Regions from separate parts of the Mus musculus genome. Here regions 1 and 3 are each linked to region 2. Evidence: chromatin contacts called from public HiChIP or PLAC-seq data. All regions are on one chromosome and are shown on one strand. The core of a region is the stretch at or near the end of the contact, and the rest is flanking DNA. Distances in the headings are between cores, read along the strand shown.

Region 1 (4,184 bases), core at 641-3,140, 250 kb after region 2:
GTCCCTTGACATCAGTTTTGAGAAGAGAGGGAAATGAAGATCTCAGATGTGTTCAGAAAACCATGTCCGTAGCTATGTTTTTAAAAGATTATTTATTTACTTATTTATTTTTATGTATGTGAGCACACTGTCTCTGTCTTCAGACATGCCAGAAGAGGGCATCAGATCCCATTACAGATGGTTGTGAGCCACCTTGTGCTTGCTGGGAATTGAACTCAGGACCCCTGGAAGAGCAGCCAGTGCTCCTAACCACTGAGCCATCTCTCCAGCCCCTGTAGCTATGTTTAAAAAGTAGGGATGATTTAGCTTAGGGGCTAAGTACCCCTTTTTCTGTTTTCCCCTGAACTAAGAACTAAGGATTTATTAGTGAATCCCTGCAGAGATTAGAGTTCTTAACACAGTTAGTAGAAGGAAGTAAGTTGGGCTTTCCGTGGGAGCTGGCCTTGCCTTTATCTCCAGGCACGGGAGGGAGTAATATTCTGGGGAGTGGCAGGCCTGAGTGGGCCCTGGAGGCTGGGAGATGACAACCTGCTCTGGTGTCTTTTCCAGGTTTCTCTGAGCTGTGGAAGGGACTCGATAATGTAACTGGCTCTCCGGAAAGACCCGCGTGGCCCTGCGCTGAGCAAGATCTCCAAGACCCTGTCTCGTTTTTAGAGCCACTTGAGAAGAAATGATGTGACAATTCTTATGAAAAAGGACGTTTTGGAAGTGTAGGATACCCGTGCAGAAGGTCACTCTTTCCCTGGTCTGTGAAATAGACATTCTCAAATTCCAAAATGCCTGCCAAGACCCCAATTTACCTGAAAGCGGCTAACAACAAGAAGGGAAAGAAATTTAAACTGAGGGACATTCTGTCCCCTGATATGATCAGTCCTCCCCTGGGGGACTTTCGTCACACTATACACATCGGCAAAGAGGGCCAGCATGACGTCTTTGGGGATATTTCCTTTCTTCAAGGGAATTATGAGCTCTTGCCGGGAAACCAAGAGAAGGCACACTCTGGCCAGTTCCCGGGGCATAACGACTTCTTCCGGGCCAACAGCACCTCGGACTCAATGTTCACAGAAACACCCTCCCCGGTGCTCAAAAATGCCATCTCCCTCCCCACCATTGGGGGATCCCAGGCTCTGATGCTGCCCTTATTGTCCCCAGTGACATTTCATTCCAAACAGGAGTCCTTTGGGCGTCCTAAGTTGCCAAGGCTCAGCTGTGAGCCTGTCATGGAAGAGAAAGTTCAGGAGCAAAGTAGTCTGTTAGAGAATGGGGCAGTCCACCAGGGAGACACCTCGTGGGGCTCCAGTGGTTCCGGGTCTCAGTCCAGCCAGGGCCGCGACAGCCACTCCTCCAGCCTGTCGGAACAGTCCTCCGACTGGCCCGCGGACGACATGTTTGAGCATCCTGCCTCCTGTGAGCTTGTGAAGTCAAAGACTAAATCAGAAGAGTCCTTCTCTGACCTGACCGGCTCCCTGCTCTCCCTGCAGTTGGATCTTGGGCCTTCACTTTTGGATGAAGTCCTGAATGTCATGGATAAAAATAAGTAGCCAGGAGTCAGCTCTTTTTCTTGGGAGTAAGAGGTACCAAAATAAGCAGAAAACAAAAAAATCAACTAACCACAGCTGATGGAAAGAGCTGCTCTGACTGTTTTTATTTGCAGCCATGTGATGCATTTTCTAAAATAACGCTCCTGTTCCTACAAAATATTTTTTTAACCATCATGCCCTGTTTGCAAAAATTTTGAAAACAATAATTTTTAAAAATTAAAAAAAACAAAACAAAACAAAAAAACCTGTTCTGGCAAAAAAGAAAAAAAAAGAAAAGAAAAAGGAGGAAGTGAGTCAGAGCTCATTTTCAACAGGCATTGCTGATGCTCATACATGCTCAGTTTTGTTTGTAGACATGCAGAAATCCAGGCTGTCTAAGAGGGCTGGGTCCATGGGTCTCTCCAAGGCAATTCATTGCATGTTATGAGAAGGAAACTTACTTATTTGGCACCTACGCCTTTTTTTCCTAGCCTTTTTTGTATATTGTATCTTTTGGGTTCACCACAGCGAAGTCTCCAGCGTTATGATTTTACTCTTTGCATATTCGAGCAACCTTACAGGATTTGGGATTTTTTTTCCTTGTGGTTTTTATATATCCCTGTATATTATTTCCATGTTGCAAAAGTTTGACTGTCAGCTACATGTTGGTTAAAAACAAGCAAGGTATTACTGTAACTAAGTTATTTTTAAAGTTGAAATATATTTTTATGTGCCTTTGGCTTTTTATTGCAAAGTCTACATTTTATACATAATACATCAAGTGTTATTTGTCGTGTTTCCATTCGGGCTTCCTTGCAAGCTACGCGTGTGTATTTGAAAACAAAACCAGCCCAACCCTATGCGTTATCAGCCTGACCCTGTTGCTCGGGTGTTACCTCCTCCCAGTAGGAGGCACAGGGTGATGCTTCTGTGGAGACTGGAGGTGAGGTAGGTATTTAAGGACAGCTCATGTTCACATTACTTGGGTACATCATACCACGCAATAAAGAGTAAATGCTAAAATGAACGTGTTCATTTATAGTCATAAACAAGAACCGAAAAGATTTTAAGACCATCTAGTAAAAGTCCTAAAATGTACCCACACCTTTAACATAAGCCAAGAGATGACTGCAGTCTTGACTTTTTTACAAGTTTGGTTCTAGAAATAGGAACACTTAAGAGAAATGAACATGGGCAATCATTGTGTTATTGTTGTTGTTGGCTTATACAAACCTGCATGCTGAGAGAGAGAAGAGAGGAAGAGAGTGAGGGGAGGAGATAGAGAGGGAGGGGAGAAGTGGAAAGGGGGGGAGAGATTGAGATTGAGGTGAGAGGATAGAAAGAGAGGTGAGAGGATAGAAAGAGGAGCGAGAGGAGAGAGAAGAAAGAGAAAGAAAAGAGAGAAGAGAAGACAGAGATGGGGGAGGGGAGCTAAGACTATAAGCCTTTGCCACAGGGCCACCAAAGCCCTGTGCATGCCTGTCTTCAAGGTTGGCTACAGCATTTTATCCTGTAAGACAAAGGCTCCCTTGCTGTGTAGGTCCTACAGACACAGAAGCTTCAGAGGACCACTCAAGGGCCCTTCCCCTTTGCAAGATGCCCTGAGGAGATTGGTTAAGGAACCCAGAACAGGAAATTGCACACAGATTCCTGTCTATCTTTAGGCGCCCCTCCTGACTCTGAGCTTTGTTGCCAACAGGGAGTGCCAGCTCCCTCAGCTTGATGTATCCCTAGGGCACCTTCACCAAGGCAGCAGCAGGGACTCTGGCCTGGGGTTTAGAGTTCTTGGACTTCAATCATATAATGCATGGGATAACCTTTGAACGTAGGAAGTGAGATCCACTTTGGGTGGCTAACCAAACAGAGTAAATCGTTTCCCCTAGAGCGTTGAGTCTATTAAGCAACCCCAAGTCCTGCATCTCCACTCTGCTTCTTCCCAGTGTTCCTTTCTGTGGGATCACACTCAGTCATGGGTCAGAAACTTCTTAGACTTTCTAAGGCCAAGTTGCACGAGCTCATTTTTTTGTAGCTGGTGTCAGCCAAACTCTCTTAACACTTTCCCATCTTAATTACTGATCATATTCAGTCTCACTGTACCCTTTGTCTGCTGTATGACTTCCGGGAAAGAGGGAGGGATTTGTCTCCATCTTTTTTGCTGCCTTTCCAGCCATGGTGGAGAACGGCTCTGGTAAAGTCTCATCTTCTGCATCCCTCACATGTCTACCCACTTGACTTTTCCAAACTAAACTCCATATTCTCCAAAATCCATACTCTGTCCGGACCAAACAACTAAAACACAGACACCTTCAAGTACACTTGTAGGTATACTTGACATAGCAAAAAATTCGCTCCTATTATAAGAAAATGGCCTGGTCCAGTCTCTTGAACAGGTGCCCAAGTGGCAGTTAACTTTCTGTCCTACAAAGAGGCACTTTAGACTCTTACCTGCTGAGAGCTGATTTGATGTTCTCAAGCTGTGTCTCCATCCTACTTACATCCTAATTTATCTTCACTTAATTTAAGGAATTTAAGGAAACCCAAATGGACTTCATTTGTAAACTAAAAATGAGTGACAAGCCACCTGTGTGTGACCCACATACCAAAAATATGTCATCATTTGCATAAGTAGTGACCCTTTTAAAGTAGGCAAAGTTTTGTTTTTTG
Region 2 (4,031 bases), core at 389-2,888:
TCTTGACTGTATTCCTTCCTTCTTGCTCTGTACTGTTGCTTCCCTTTGAATGGAGTTTCCTTGCTACCTTTACGAACCTTTTAGCCTTTATTTAACTTCTTTGATTAAGAGGCCAAGAACTTGGAAACACTAGCCACAGACCCTTACCCACCTATAACAAAATGACTTCTATCTCTAGAAGCAGGCAATTATGGGAAGGCAGATGAAGGCAATTTAGTAAAGCTCACTTCTGTGGGTTCCTCTGGTACCTGCCCAGAAGGAGGGACTGAGGCTGTCTTCAGTGGTTAACTGCTGTCAGGACCAGTGGGAGGGAAGTAGAACATCTTTTGGTTGTAAATCAGTGCCCTACCCTTAGCCAGAAGGAGAATAGGCAGGGGTGTCTTCTTACCATCAGCTCTAACGAGCCTTATGCTAAAGAGGCATATATGGGATGACCAATCTGCCCTCTATATCACTACGGATACTGTGCTTTGATTTTTATCAAAGCTAGATTACTATGTTTTTATTTTAGCCTTAGAGACATACCAAAACATCCTTCAACAAAACAAAATACTTCCTGTAGCACAAGATGAGCCTTTAGAATAATATCAGTATCCAGCTATTAATATATACAGCTGTCACTGTGCATCTTTATTAATTTTTAAGCAAATGTCATAGTAAACAATAGAGGATATTAAATAACCATTAGAAATAGCTCAGGGTTTGCAGTTTTGCAGCCTCTCTCTATTGGTGTGATGCTCTGTATATGCTCTGCCCGGGGAGTGACACTATTAGAAGGTATGACCCTGTTGGAGTAGATGTGTCACTGTAGGTGTGGGCTTTAAGACCCTCATCCTAGCTGCCTAGAAGCCAGTATTCTGTTAGCAGCTTTCAGATGAAGATATAGAACTCTCAATTCCTCCTGCACCATGCATGCCATATTCCCACCTTGGTGATAATGGATTGAACCTCTGAAGCTGTAAGCAAGCCCCAATTAAATGTCCTCATAAGAGCTGTCTCCGTTATGGTGTCTGTTCACAGCAGAAAAACCCTAAGACAGTTGTGTTAACAGTTGAGTCTGGATTACTCTTTTCGCCCTTTCACTTTCTGTCCTGCCCTGAGAGTGAGTTGAGAGCCCTTCAGGAGGGTTAAGCATCGTGCTGTGTGCTCATCTGCTTCTAATGACTCGGGGTTTTCTGCCCACCAGTCCTTACTTCTGTTCCTGTCTGTAGGCTTACGTTCTGGCTTCAACTGCTCATGTTTGTGGTCAGCTCTGTGACTTTCAGTTTCAAGGTCTAGACATTCCTTTTCTGTCCCAACCACATGCATATTCTGGTTTCTAGCCCTTTCTACCCGTCTACAGCCCATGTTCCTCTACTCCATCCACAGGGGCTTAGGGGAACCTTTGGGTCTTCTTCTACCTGGATAGGGTATTCAGGACTTTCCCAGACAAACTGGCCCTGTGAATGAAAATTACGGTGATGTAATTAAGCACAATAAGAAAAAACTTCCTGGGCAGAGCTCTTAGAAAATCTCAAATTTCTTTTCACAAAGATATATGGAAGTTATGATTACTATGTTGCTTCTAACAGTACACAGGCTATTTGATCTCTCCTTGAATAAGGAAACAAAGTCAAAGATAAGATAATGTTGCCTTGAGAAAAGACATTTGCTCTCAGTGTTTTTTCTGGAGGTAGCCTTGAGAATGTGACTCAGGGCTGAGCCTACATTAATTTGGGGGGGGGGTAGCCAGTAAGTCTTGGATGGAAAACACTGATTCTTAAATAAAACTCTGATACATACTATTTATCTCTCCAGTCTCCAAATGGTCTGTTAGCCATGTCTTGATAATAAAGCCCCCCTTTTTTTAAAAGTGGGGGGAGGGAGGAGCCGATAGTTTCTCAGTTTGTAAATGTTCTCTCATGCAGGCTAAAAGCAAGTGTTGAATGATGATGGTCCATGCATTTAAGTATACTTCCCTTTGAAATGTAATATTTCAGTTAACGGGAAGCTTAACATAGAGGAAAAAAGCCTTCTGTTCAAAGCTTCAGACTAAGTAGACTTCACAGAGAGTATTTGGACATCAAAGGCGTTGGGAGTTGGGAAGTGATTCAGAGAGTCCCTGAACTGGGAGACAAAGAAGAGAGATCACTTGACTGTCTGCAGTCAGGCATTTGATTTATCTGGGTATGGTCAGGCAGGAAGTCCCTAGCAGAGCTTAGATGGCAGTTCCTGATTGGTTAAGTTTGAGGTCTGTTATACTGCTCGCATGAAACTTTTATTTTGTTTGCTCAGGTAAGGACACAAGGCACAAGAACCGCCCAGGCATAAGACCTGCTCACTGTTTTAACAATAAACAATGTTAGTGGAGGGGGAATATGGCAGGAATCGTTTCTGTCCTCCTGTCTTAATGGAAGGAAAATGGCAGGGAGGCATAAGTCGCTGTTTAGGCCTCTGAAAATGACTCGTTTTGTGTCCTTAAGCAAGTCATTTATGGAGTTTGTGTATTAAACAAGTAAGGCTTACTGATGGATAAGGAGGATGGTATTATCTGAATGACTGGAGGCCTTCTCAAAGGGACAGTGACACCAAATGACTAAGTCCAACCCTCTTGCATGCTGGTGAGCAGGGTATTAACCTATCAAAGCAGGTCATCCAACCCAGCCCTCTTGGTTGGTAGGTAGGAAACTTTCAGAACATAATTTTTACCAAGGTCATATGGCCAGGAGAAGCAGATCTTAGCCTAGAACTCAGGCTGTCTGATTATCACTGTCCAAAAATAGATAAGAGTTTTTATTTTGTCATTGAACATAAAGCACAACGTCCTCAGCAATGCTCCCAGCTCTTTGTCCTGGAGCGCAGAGAGAGGATTTAAGAAACCCTTACCAATTAGTCTAGCAAACGTTCGGGATATGAATTTGACTCAATGTTGTCATCCCGAGGAATGGGCTATTTCAGCAGCTCTATAACTGTTGACTCTAGACAGTCCAACATGAGTCAGGAGTTCCTCACCACAGAGACTGAGGAGTGAGGCAGAGGGATCACTAAGTCAGGAAAGCAGAGTTGAGGGCAGGGGCCGAGGCTGCTGACTCTGACAGAGCACAGAGGAGTTGTTGACAGAGCTCTACAGCACATGCCTGTTGGCTTGTTTCTCTGAACCTGACCATTCTTGTAGGAAAAGGGAACTCTTTCTCCATCTATGTAGGGCTCTTCAGAGCAACAAAAGGTTGAATAACAAGAGAACAGAAGTTGTTCAGAACCAGAAGTTGTTGGCATGTCTACCATACATACATGGGGTTCTCAGAGATGAGTGACTGAAAGGGCTGTCTAGAACTTGAGTTCATGCGACATCCTGACAAAAGAAGAGCAAGTATTTAGGGATGCAACAAGATGAAAGATGGAGTCTTTGAGCTTTTGGGGCAGCTGGATTTGAGGAAGTTAAATAATATGGAAAAGTAATGGTACCCAAGGGTGAGGTGGTAAGGTTTGCTCTCTGGAGTCTCTGAGTAGGGAGTATAGAAGCATAGGTCTTGGGGTGTCTCTATTTTGTTTTCATGGTAGGAGACGGAGTTTGTTTGTTTGTTTTGTTTTTAAATACATTCTTAACTGTCTTTAGCTGGGAAATAATACTGACGGCCAAGTGATGAGCTGTAGGGTAGCATCCTCCACAGTCCTCCAGCCTGCCCAGTTTCTTGGAGGTATTAAATCACCGTGCTTAAAGCAGATGACACTCACTCTGACTCCTGGTTAGAAAAGTAGGGCTGGGAATAGAGTTCCGTGTTCGAGCCCTTGCCTAATGTTTGTGAGACTCCAGGTTCAATTCTCAGCACTGAAGACGTAGTGTTCTCTGGTCCAGACTGAGCAACCCTGAATGGATGGGTTGACAGTCATGATCTTGGCAGGGGAAAGTAAGATGGGGTTGAGGAAGGACAGGATCCAGCAGAGGAAGGGTGAGTGTTGCTCACTGGTTGATAGGCGGCTGAAGATCAATAAGGACTTAGGAGAAGCACTGAGCTTTGTAGGCTCCAGGCCAGTTCCTAGCCTCAAGGGCA
Region 3 (3,884 bases), core at 456-2,955, 130 kb before region 2:
AAAACTTATTACACTTATGTACACGCAAGTGTGTGTGCTTTGGCATGGGCGTGGAGGTGAGAGGATTACTTGAGCCTTGTGCCCTGTGGCATCTAGTTCAGGTGGTCAGTGTTGTTAGCAAGCACCATTAGCTGTTGAGCCTCTGGCCAGATCCTATGCAAATTTTGTTTTGGTTTGTTTTGCTTGTTTTGTATTGTTCAGCAAGAAACTTGTTGATCCTCTTAAGGGTGCTTTTAATAGACCCGTATGAGGGATTTGGAGTGGAACTTTGTGAGTTTAAATCCTGTCTTCACCTATAGAGAACATTGTGATTCAGATAATAGTCTCATAATCTCTCTGAATCTCTTTATTTGTAAATGAGACAATAACACAACGCTGGGAACGGGTTATCCAGAGATCACACCAATGACCTGGGGCTACAATTCTTCCTTTATTAGAAGCAGTCTACCTCTTTCTTGGGTTGCCTTTTCCAGAGCCTAACAGAAACCTTGTTCTCTCAGGTGTTTTGCACGATACCTTGCATTGACCATAAACAAGAGCAGTTGCTTCCCAGGCCTTTTGACATCCTTGGCTTTCTCTTTGAAGAAAGCGTCCCCGAAGCTAGTTTGGGAAACAAGCTGAGTGAGTGGGGGTCGACCAGTTGGCTGCGATCGAGCATCCTCAGGGCAGGCCCTGCGGGCGGCAGCTGTGCGTGCGCCGCCAAGGGTGGTGGCGGCAGGCACCCCGCCCTTGGCCGCCGCCTCGGCGTGTCAGGTGTCGTGAGAAACGCGGGAGGGGCGGCCGCGAGCAGCGCCCAGGGAGATGACTGGAGCCGACTTCCCAGAAGCGGCGCACGCAAGGCACAGCTCCGCACGCAAGGGGGAGGCGACAGCAGAAACTTTTCAACCCAACCGTTTGTTGGCGTACAGAGCCGCCTCCTCCTCCCACTCACCGCCCCCTCTCGGGTCTGGCGCTCCAGGACTGTCTCTGGTGCCCAAGCTTGGATCACTGCCTGGGGCGACCTGAGCTGTCACGCGTGTCCAGCAGGTGGCAGAGTTCCTGTCGTTTCAACGCGGGAAGCCTTGCCTTCTGAGAGCTTTGTGTGCAGAAGGATGGTGCACGCCTTGGGGCGGGAGAACTTTAAAGGTTTCCAAATCTCAGAGGTAGAGATCTGTGCACACAAAGGGCCGCGGCCGTGGGGCCAAATGCTTTGTAAAACCTTAAGATAAAGATAAATGCAAGGCAAACCAAGCTGTCCTGATATTAAAATAGCAAGTTTCTTTTCCTGGCTCGGTGCCTAAGGATCATGAGCAAGGCACCAAACTCGAGTCACCTGGAGGAGGAGGGCGTGCTCCTGGTTGAGCTTTGCTCCAGCGCGCAGAGGCGTTGGAAATTCTGTCCCAAGCTCGGTTCTGAGGAAAGCGTGGGGGTCTTGACTGGGGGGTGGGGGGTGGGGAGGATGACTGACGACAAGCCCTTGTCGCCAAAGGAAAACTTTACAAGGCGGATCCTAACAAAGCTGCCAGCTATTGTTTCAGGAGGGTCCCAGCCAGAGGCGCGGATTTCCCACTGGACCACCCTGGGTCACTAAGCACGGATGTGAGACCCAACTCACAGATCTGTGGATTTTCGCAGTGCGTCCCGCCCCTCACGCCCCACCCCCTAAGGTCCCGCTTCCTCCAGTCTCTACCCAGTCCTTAAAACCCCGGAGTAGAGGGATGGCGCATCGCCTCTGGGGTGCGTTGCAGACACCTCTGCGACGCCAGCTTGAAAACTGCCAGCGGGCTGGGATTTAACTCCACTTTATCAACTCCCACCCCCGACCCTTCTCAACTGCAACCCCAACTCCGTGAGAAAGCCCTGACTTTGCGGGGTCCCAGGTGCAAACTTGAGACACTTTTGTCCCTGTCCTCCATCCTAATCTAAGTTTAGGCTCTGATTGAGTCAAGAGTAGGTGCTAAAGCAGCGGGCCTCAGGTGTCTAGGTCTCGGGGTCCCTGGGGACTCTCAGGTTGAAGCCTTGCCAGAATCTGGGCAGAGGCTCCAGAGCTTCTCCCAGATCCCGCTGCTCTACACCGCTGGAAACCACGCTTCATCGCAGGTCAGTCTGTCCGCGGAGCCACTTTCCTGAGGTCTCTTCAGGGCAGTTCTTGAAGGTCAGGGGTGGGGGTATTAGGTACTTTAAAAGAAACCTGCCTCAGTGTCTGCCACCCACCGGCATTGTGTCGGAATTCTGGGAACCGTTAGGCAGCTGGGGATTTGGAAGCCGATAGGTCTCTGCTGGAGGCTGAGTTGGGTAGGAAACATAGTTTTAAGCATCTTGCCCAGAAAGCTAGCCTTTACCTGAATTATGCACTGCCTCCTCTCTACTCAATCCCAGGGTAAAGCCCCATGCTGGGGCCGAGACGCGGGACGGAGGGCACTCTTTTTTTCCTTTGCACACCTGAGTTTCACGGTTTGCCTTTGTGTCCCCAGCATGGCCACCAGCCTTAGTGCAGACAGTCCACAGCAGCTGAGCTCGCTGTCTACCCAGCAGACCACTCTTCTGCTACTCTTCTCCGTCCTGGCCGCCGTGCACTTAGGCCAGTGGCTGCTGCGACAGTGGCAACGGAAACCGTGGTCCTCGCCCCCAGGTCCCTTTCCTTGGCCACTGATCGGAAACGCGGCGGCTGTTGGCCAGGCGTCGCACTTGTACTTCGCTCGCCTTGCAAGGCGCTATGGCGACGTTTTCCAGATCCGTCTGGGCAGCTGTCCCGTGGTGGTGCTGAATGGAGAGAGTGCCATCCACCAGGCCCTGGTGCAGCAGGGCAGCATCTTCGCGGACCGGCCGCCCTTCGCCTCTTTCCGTGTGGTGTCTGGTGGCCGCAGTCTGGCGTTCGGTCACTACTCTGAGCACTGGAAGACGCAGCGACGCTCGGCCTATAGCACGATGCGTGCTTTCTCCACGCGCCACCCGCGCAGTCGCGGTCTTCTCGAGGGCCACGCGCTGGCAGAGGCTCGAGAATTGGTGGCAGTGCTGGTGCGGCGCTGTGCGGGCGGCGCCTTCCTCGATCCAACGCAGCCGGTCATTGTGGCGGTGGCCAACGTCATGAGCGCTGTGTGCTTCGGCTGTCGGTACAACCACGACGATGCGGAGTTCCTAGAGCTGCTCAGCCACAATGAGGAGTTCGGGCGCACAGTGGGTGCGGGCAGCCTGGTGGATGTGCTGCCCTGGCTGCAGCTATTTCCCAACCCGGTGCGCACCACCTTCCGCAAGTTCGAGCAGCTCAACCGCAACTTCAGCAACTTCGTTCTGGACAAGTTCCTGAGGCACCGCGAAAGCCTGGTGCCCGGGGCTGCTCCTCGAGACATGACGGACGCCTTCATCCTCTCTGCCGAAAAGAAAGCGTCTGGGGCCCCTGGCGACGATTCCTCCGGGCTGGACTTGGAGGATGTGCCTGCCACTATTACGGACATCTTCGGAGCCAGCCAGGACACCCTTTCCACCGCGCTGCTGTGGCTGCTCATCCTCTTTACCAGGTAAAGCCTCCGGGAGGGCTGGGTCAGTCCTTCTTTTCCTCCTTTGAAAAAAGGAGTGCCTCTGGGCGCAGGGTTTGAGGTTTCGCGCTGCGTCGCCCCCCAACCCCCAATTCCTCGAAACTGAGATCTCAGGTAAGATAAGGCCGGGTTCAACTGGGCAGGCCAAGACATGTGCTCCCCCTCTATAAGTGTTGCCAGGACTTTCCAGCATCTCTGATGTTGCGCCCCACTCCCTATCCCCCCTTCCCCGTGATAGGGAACAAATGTATTAAGAGTCCTTCCCCACAAAAAAAAAAAAAAAAAAAAAAAAACCAACCAAACAAACAAGCAAACAAACAAACAAACAAACAAACAAGAATTTTACTGTGCTGGCCTATCAGCTTTGAG

Evidence for each region. HiChIP or PLAC-seq counts read pairs in DNA pulled down with a chosen protein or histone mark.
Region 1: an H3K4me3 HiChIP or PLAC-seq map of bone marrow-derived macrophages shows a contact between it and region 2, with 5 times the contacts expected there. The contact joins two enhancer-like sites. A contact is called at or near these places in 2 of 15 datasets of contacts at CTCF or cohesin (the NIH/3T3 cell line and large pre-B cells), 11 of 484 Hi-C or Micro-C datasets (the STO cell line, bone marrow-derived macrophages, cerebral cortex and 4 more), 9 of 115 datasets of contacts at active chromatin or transcription factors (bone marrow-derived dendritic cells, bone marrow-derived macrophages, cardiomyocytes and 2 more) and 1 of 9 other capture datasets (embryonic stem cells).
Region 3: a contact with region 2 is called in an H3K4me3 HiChIP or PLAC-seq map of bone marrow-derived macrophages, with 4 times the contacts expected there. The contact joins the promoter of Cyp1b1 here to the enhancer-like site in region 2. A contact is called at or near these places in 5 of 39 promoter capture datasets (the 3T3-L1 cell line, liver and pre-B cells), 3 of 484 Hi-C or Micro-C datasets (bone marrow-derived macrophages, nephron progenitors and pancreatic cancer cells), 3 of 115 datasets of contacts at active chromatin or transcription factors (bone marrow-derived macrophages and pancreatic cancer cells) and 1 of 9 other capture datasets (adipose tissue).

What each region holds. Positions count from the first base shown.
Region 1 is chr17:79,332,082-79,336,265 of GRCm38.p6, reverse strand. Cdc42ep3 (CDC42 effector protein (Rho GTPase binding) 3) reads left to right here. Exons shown (of 2, transcript NM_026514.3): 2 at 550-2,543. The coding sequence starts at 777. The coding sequence ends at 1,541. Among named protein-coding and RNA genes, the nearest start is that of Gm17315, 21 kb to the left of the region's middle. Within about 2 kb of position 1,890, at least 28 of the 459 cell types and tissues checked have an H3K27ac peak or open chromatin away from gene starts, as enhancers often do. A contact at or near this core is called in bone marrow-derived macrophages, where this site is marked.
Region 2 is chr17:79,581,783-79,585,813 of GRCm38.p6, reverse strand. It overlaps a transcript of Rmdn2 not described here. Among named protein-coding and RNA genes, the nearest start is that of Rmdn2, 31 kb to the left of the region's middle. Within about 2 kb of position 1,638, at least 48 of the 459 cell types and tissues checked have an H3K27ac peak or open chromatin away from gene starts, as enhancers often do. A contact at or near this core is called in bone marrow-derived macrophages, where this site is marked.
Region 3 is chr17:79,712,882-79,716,765 of GRCm38.p6, reverse strand. It overlaps Cyp1b1 (cytochrome P450, family 1, subfamily b, polypeptide 1), which reads left to right and starts at 1,705. Exons shown (of 3, transcript NM_009994.2): 1 at 1,705-2,079; 2 at 2,454-3,497. The coding sequence starts at 2,455. RefSeq lists enhancers at 680-708, 821-850, 841-871, 634-902 and promoters at 634-1,832, 1-1,838.